Linked DNA regions of Rattus norvegicus: region 2 is linked to region 1. A link is a contact called in public Hi-C data. All regions are on one chromosome and are shown on one strand. The core of a region is the stretch at or near the end of the contact, and the rest is flanking DNA. Distances in the headings are between cores, read along the strand shown.

What was found. A called contact is a pair of places that touch in the nucleus more often than the background predicts.
Region 2: a Hi-C map of frontal cortex shows a contact between it and region 1, with 2.7 times the contacts expected there. The contact joins the enhancer-like site here to the promoter of Nrcam in region 1. A contact is called at or near these places in 2 of 12 Hi-C or Micro-C datasets (frontal cortex and hepatocytes).

Annotation. Positions count from the first base shown.
Region 1 is chr6:67,128,110-67,131,176 of GRCr8, reverse strand. Nrcam (neuronal cell adhesion molecule) reads right to left here and starts at 1,360. Exons shown (of 33, transcript NM_013150.3): 1 at 1,189-1,360.
Region 2 is chr6:67,179,003-67,182,557 of GRCr8, reverse strand. The region is part of intron 1 of Nrcam (neuronal cell adhesion molecule); the gene reads right to left. Among named protein-coding and RNA genes, the nearest start is that of Nrcam, 51 kb to the right of the region's middle. Within about 2 kb of position 1,882, at least 32 of the 93 cell types and tissues checked have an H3K27ac peak or open chromatin away from gene starts, as enhancers often do.

The DNA.
Region 1 (3,067 bases), core at 111-2,610:
GAAGAGGTAGCCCGGAGCAAAGGGAAAGAAATGACCTGTCCACCAGCCCGATGGACCCTGGGAACTCAGGCTGCACCTGCTAACCAGAGAACACTTCTCAGAGAATGACTCCCTGGCTCTGCCTACTGCGAAATCCTGTCCCCACTCTGTGCTGTGGCAGATGTGGGCCGAGAGTGGCCGAATTCACACACCACGGGAACCAGAGTGCTGCGGCGCCCACCCGCGATGCCTGGAGAGCCCGGGGCGGTGCCGGGCACAGATGGCGCTCGCAGCTAGACGATGCTCTAGCGCCGGCAGTTACTCCAGGCTCATCACAGTACCCCAGGGCGAAGCTGTAGTCAGATTCACCCTAGAGAGCCAAGCCGGAACAGGGAAGAGGCTCTTTCCAGTCTGTCCCAAACCCGGCGCGCCAGCCCTGAGAATCTCCTGTCCACAGAGGCTGTGGGTGGTGGGGAAACTGTCACGGCCCTCACCTGGAGGCCAACAAAGCAAGTGTCCCCAGCGCGCCGACCCTGGTGTCTATTCTGTTTCCCTCTGATTCCCTGAGTCCTTGCCAGGGCTGAGAAAGCTGAGGAGGGCAGTCAGCATCGCCCCCCGCTCACGGCGATTCGCTCAGGTGTGAGCACATCTGAACAAAGCCCACGCCCAGATGTGTCCGCGGGGACACGAACGCGCGCACGCCGCTGCGCGACTAGCGAGCGGGACTCAGGCGCTCTTCGCCGCCGGGCGACCCTGTCTTGTGACACTCCGCGTCCTCTGCATCCCAGCCCAGAAAGCTGTGTAATACCCATCTGTTCACAGGCAGACCTCTAGGCAGGGATTGCGGAGAGGCGTGGGGCGCCGGCACCCAGGCTGAAGTTGACCCGGGACCGGAGGAGCTGGTGGGCGCTCGCCCGCGGTACCCGAGCTGCGGGGTCGAAGCAGCGTCTTCTCAGGGCGCGCGTCTCCTTTTTTTCTAGCCGGTGCCCTGACTGTGTCAAGGGCTTGCAAGAGAAAATGAAGTCGCCGACCTGTTTCTCCCATACTGCAGACACTGCCAGACTCCCACAAGAGCCTGGGCTGAGCCCGGGCGGCAGAGTCTGAGTGACAACGCGGAAGCCTGGGGCTCCTTGTTCTGCTCCAGCCGCGTCAACCCACCAGGACTGAGTGTCACCAATGCAACCGCCAGACACACCCAGGGCTACTCACGTTTTTGTGCCGCGCCCACCGCCCTGCCGGGGCGCTACTGCCCAAGACCGCAGAGTGCAGCTGTCGTGCGTATTTCCTGAAGCTTCCAAAGCTGTCGCCTCCAGCTGCCCCAGTCTCTCTGTCCCTGCACGGTCCCTCGCGCTCGCGCGTCTGAGGCTCGGACTGCGGCGCGCGTCCGCCAGCGACCCAGGCGAAGCGCGCGTCCCCGACGCTCCCGCCCTCCGCTCCCCGCGATACCCAGCGTCGCGCTCAGGCCCCTCCCGACTCTCCTAGCGTCCCCGCGTCCCCCTCCCCCGCACTCACCGGGCGTCACCCGCCCCCTCCCCTCCGGGCTAACCCCCTCCCATTCGCAGCTGAGGCTGCATCGAATGGGCTCCAGCCTTGAGATCCTTGTGGATTGAGTGGCCCCTCACCTGAGAGGTCGCACTACTCCGGACCTCCGCCACCGCGCACTGCATGAGGTGGTGGCTGTGGGGCCAGGGACGCAGGACTGTTCGGGAGAACTGGTAACTGGGATGGGTGTTAGGAAGATGTTCCAGAAAATGTGTGTTTTAAATGCCACTCTCCTTTAGATTTCCGCGTGAGTGTGATGGATGGATCTGGATCACACATTCCCTCCCTCCTCTCACCTCCAAGCCTTCCCCCCTCTCGTCTCTTCCTTTAAAGTATTTCAAGCCTTTGAAACTCTAATTGGCATGGGTTGAGTACTGGTTTATAGTTTTACAACTGTCATTTCCAAATACATCTGAGGAAGGGTCCCTTCAGCGTGTAATATGCAGATGCTATTTTCAGTAGGGATTGGGTTTCTGGAGTAGCTGAAATTAGCTTTCCAGACTGCAAAATATTATACAAGTTTTTTTTTTCAATGTGAAGCAACTTTAAAAAATATGTGTAGAATTTGAGTAAACCTACTTCATGCTACACAATTCAGATTTTGGAGAACCCTCGCCCCTTATAGCATGATGATGTCCAAGGCACAGAGCCACTTAACTGGGCCCACTCCCTTCTGCAGGCCCAGGTATACTCAGCCCGGTATTACCCAGCTTACCATTTACTTTCAGAAGTTCTCATAAGCCTTCAGCCTCCGGAATAGGCGTTAGATTGGGACTCATGACTAAAACCAGATCCGGGCCATGCTTCAGAGTCCTGACAGCTCCTCTGCCCGTGCTGTACCTTTAATTTGAACTTAAGCTTCAACCTACATGCATTCATGTGCACAGCGTTCTTCTTTCTCCAACATACAGGATCCCCTTCATAGCCTCAAACAGTATTACGACTCAAACTTGATTCCTAAACCCATAGTATTGACCACTGTACCATGCTGTGTCAATGACAGAGTACAAAAAGTTTTTTTTCTTTCCATGGGAGTAGCACCTCCATAGAGAGCCATGGAGCCCTCCAGTGGTACCTGGAGAGAATAGGCTTTAGACTTTTTTTTTTCTTTTTCTTTTTTCTTTTCTTCCCCCAGTTCTATCTTCCCCTTACTTTCCCCTTTTTATGTCCTTTGCCTGATTTTCTCAACCAAGTTTCTTAACCCATATCTATACTTTGGGAGACTGCTCTCCAACTTGACTTCAAGTTTTCTGAAACCAAGCTTGTGCCTAGCTAAGCTAGTAATGATCAGTGTGCCCACCAGCAAGTGACCTCCCCTCTCCACCTGCTCCGAACCTGTGAAGTCAGAATTTTAGACTAGGTAAACACGGAAATTTGGTTTTAGCTGTCCTTTTTTTATTTTTTATTTTTATTTTTGTAAATTTTTTCTTCACCACCACCAGCCCCCTAGCAAAACTAAATGAAAGGTTGGAAAAGTCCAGATCAGAAAAACGATGTCCATACTTTGGTTTCTCTTCAGATCGTATAAATCTTTCGCCTTTTTTTT
Region 2 (3,555 bases), core at 633-3,132, 51 kb before region 1:
AGGGAAAGACTTGTATAATAAAAACTTCACATGTTTGAAGAACTAAATTGAAGACGATACCAGTAAACATACAAACAAACAAACAAGCAAACAAAGGTATGCTGATCAATGGAATTGAATTGAAGACTTAGGCATAAACCTGCACATGTATGAACACATGCTTTTTTTAATAAAGCAGTGAGAAATACACACTGGAGAAGGGGCAACATCTTCAACAGATGGTATTGGTCAAACTGAATGTCTGCATGAAGAAGAATAAAAATAGATACATATTTATCACCCTGCACAAAAGTCAAATGAAAATGGATCAAAGATCTCATAACAAAACCAGATACTCTGAACCCCTATTCCTAAATGGGGACTAGCCTTGAACTCATTGCCATAGGAGAAGACTTCCTGAATAGAACATCAATAGTTCAGGCACAGAGAATAAAGGGGATCTCATAAAACAAAAAGCTTCTGCTTGACAAAGGACAGTGTTATTCAGACAATCAGCAGACTATAGAATTAGGAAAAAAAACACCAACTTGACATACAATAGAGGACTAATATTCAAAATATATAAAGAACTAAAAAAATTAAAAATAATTCAATTTTAAAGTGCTACAGTTATAAACAGAGAATTCACAATAGAGGAAACTCAAATGGTTGAGAAATACTTAAGAAATGTTCAACATCTTTAGTCATCAAGGAAATGCAAATCAAAGCTACTTGGAGATTTCACCTTATACTTCTCAGAATGGCATAGATCAATAACACAAGCTCATGTTAGTGGAAATGTACAATAATGGGAATACTCCTCCATTGGTGGTGCAAATGCAAACTTGTATAGCCACTAGGGAAATCAATATGGCAGCTCCTCAGTGTTGAAAATTGATCTACCTCAAGACCCAGCTGTACCATTCTTGAGCAAATACCCAAAGGATGCTTCATCCTACCAGAAGAACACCTGTTCAATCATGTTTGTTGGTGCTTTATTCACAGTAGCCAGAAACTGGAAACAATCTAGATGTCCCTTAACCAGAGAACGGATGAAGAAAATGTGGTATATTTACACAGTAGAGTAATACTCAATTGTTAAAATGACACCACGAAATTTGTAGGCAAATGAATGGAACTACAATGGAACCTGTCCTTTTCTAATGAGAGACAGAAAGGGAGTAGATTGAGGAAGGGAGGTGAGAAGGAACTGAGAGGTATAGAAGGAGGGGAAACTGTAATCAGGATATATTGTATAAAAGAAAAGAATCTATTTTCAATAAAAAGAATAAAAATAATAACTAAAACAAACAATAATAACACCTGTTGTAGATAAGAGTGCTCCCAGCTCATCTGGAAGATGTACATAGAGAGAGAGAGAGAGAGAGAGAGAGAGAGAGAGAGAGAGAGAGAGAGAGAGAAGAGAGAGAGAGAAATGGCATTTTTTTAAATTTCCCTAGTTTCTTGGTGATTCAGACAGTGACAAAGTCAGGACCAAAGATGCCTGGTGCTTATTCTTAGTCCACATCTCTTCCACTGACCCAACGTCTATTTCCCTGTGCAAATAAAAGAAGCACATGGGTGTTTACTCCACTCTTTGCTACTGGATTCCAATGTATGTATTTGACCCTCCTACCACTTTGACACAGGCATCGTCATTGTCCCATTTGCCAGAAGAGAACACTGAGGCACAGAACCTGAACACATGAGCTAAGGTTGCATGGCTAGTTAAGTGGCAGAGAGTGAGAGACCCACAAGGGCTCTGCCACCCGGAAGATTGTGGAAGAAGCTGTTGGATCTGTTGCTAGGAAAAAGCCTAAGCGCCTTTTGGAACGTTCTCTGGCATTTCCAGAACAGTGAGACTTTTCTTCTCTTGTTAATCCTGGGAGTAGACATTGGCATTGGAGATGAGAAATGATGGTAATTCCAAGAAAAGAAGGAAATATAGTTCTTCCCTTCCCCTCTCGGCTGTGGCGAGGGACGTGTGGGTGACTTGGCAGCACAAAATGCTTGCAGCAGAAGTACCATCTGCTGCTTTAAAGCTGGCCGTGTATACTTTTGGTTATTTTAAAATCATTGGGCGGACCTCATTGGCTGGGTGAAGCACAAAGTATAGCCCGTGACATGCATGGAGTTAGGTCCATGGCTTGTGGTTTGGGAGGGGATGCCTGGGAGGCTCGTGAAGTACCAGTTTGCATTACACACACTCACTAGCTGTCTGAAGATGAAAATCCGAAGGGTCCTTCTGCCTCTGCTCCCCTGATATTGGGTTACAAGTATACACCATCATTCTCAGGTTTTTTTTTAACCCTTCAGGATTTAAGGTTTATAGTTTTTGAGAATTTCATACATGGATTCCCTATTTACATCATTTTCACTTTTCCTTCTCCTTATACTCAACACCTCCCATATTCTTCCTCCTCTTTCCTAAAATTGTTACACATATGTAAATACTTTACACACACTTCCCTACTCATCGCCCACGTGTTTAGGACTGACCAATTCAGATTGGCTGACCTAGAAGAGGACTACTGAAGACCGATTCTTCCTCTTTCAGTAACCATCCTCTTCCTGATTCATCTATAAGTTGAGCCTTACAAAACTCCTATCCTATTTAACACATAAACTGGAGTTATGTCTGTAGGTCTTATTTTGGGTGCTAGACGACAAGAATGCCTGGCTTTTTAAATGTGGTTTCTGGAACTCAAATTTGGCTCTTCATGTTTGCAATGAGAGTCAGCTCTTCATGCTTACAAAGAGAGCACTTTGCCAGCTGAGCTATCTTACCATCCCCAAAGCTATTAGCTTTAGATGTGAGTTATATGCCCGAAACACAGGATACTAGACAGAAATGTGTTTCAGCAGAAAGTCAGGAACATCTATAAATCTATCTCTCAGTATGGAGCAGTGGGAAAACATTCTACCCTTGAGTTATTTCTGCATCCTTCTCTTTATTTTGTTGTTGTTGTTGTTGTTGTTGTTGTTGTTGTTGTTGTTGTTGTTGTTGTTCCTGAGATGTGGTACATCTGAACTTGCCAAAGCTAGCCTTGAAACTCACTTTCTAGTCCAGGTCGAACTTTTTTAATCTTCCTGTCCTACCTTCCCTAGAAGCTGGGCTTTTAGTTCTTCATCATCAGATAGGGCTTAATCCTTTCCATGTTCTTTTTTTTTTTTTTCCGGAGCTGGGGACCAAACCCAGGGCCTTGCACTTTCTAGGCAAGCGCTCTACCACTGAGCTAAATCCCCAACCCCTCCTTTCCATGTTCTTGAATTAAGAAACGTCCTTGGTTATCACAAATTTAAGTCCTAGGAATTGAAAGGGAAAGGGAAGAATATGTCAGTCACAGGAAAGCCCTGCCCTAAAACTGGAAAGTGAAGCAAGAGTATGCCTGCCAGAGCCACCATGGAAGGCAGACACAGTGCTTGGGTAGTGGAGGGTGCAGAGAGAGTGCTCCTCGCCAGAATCAGGCAGCAAACACTGACAACTTCACGGAGATGTTGGCAATGGAAGAAAGAGGTGAAACAGAATGGAAACTCCAGGGAGCAGCAGAGATGAAAAGTGATTTTAGGCCACAG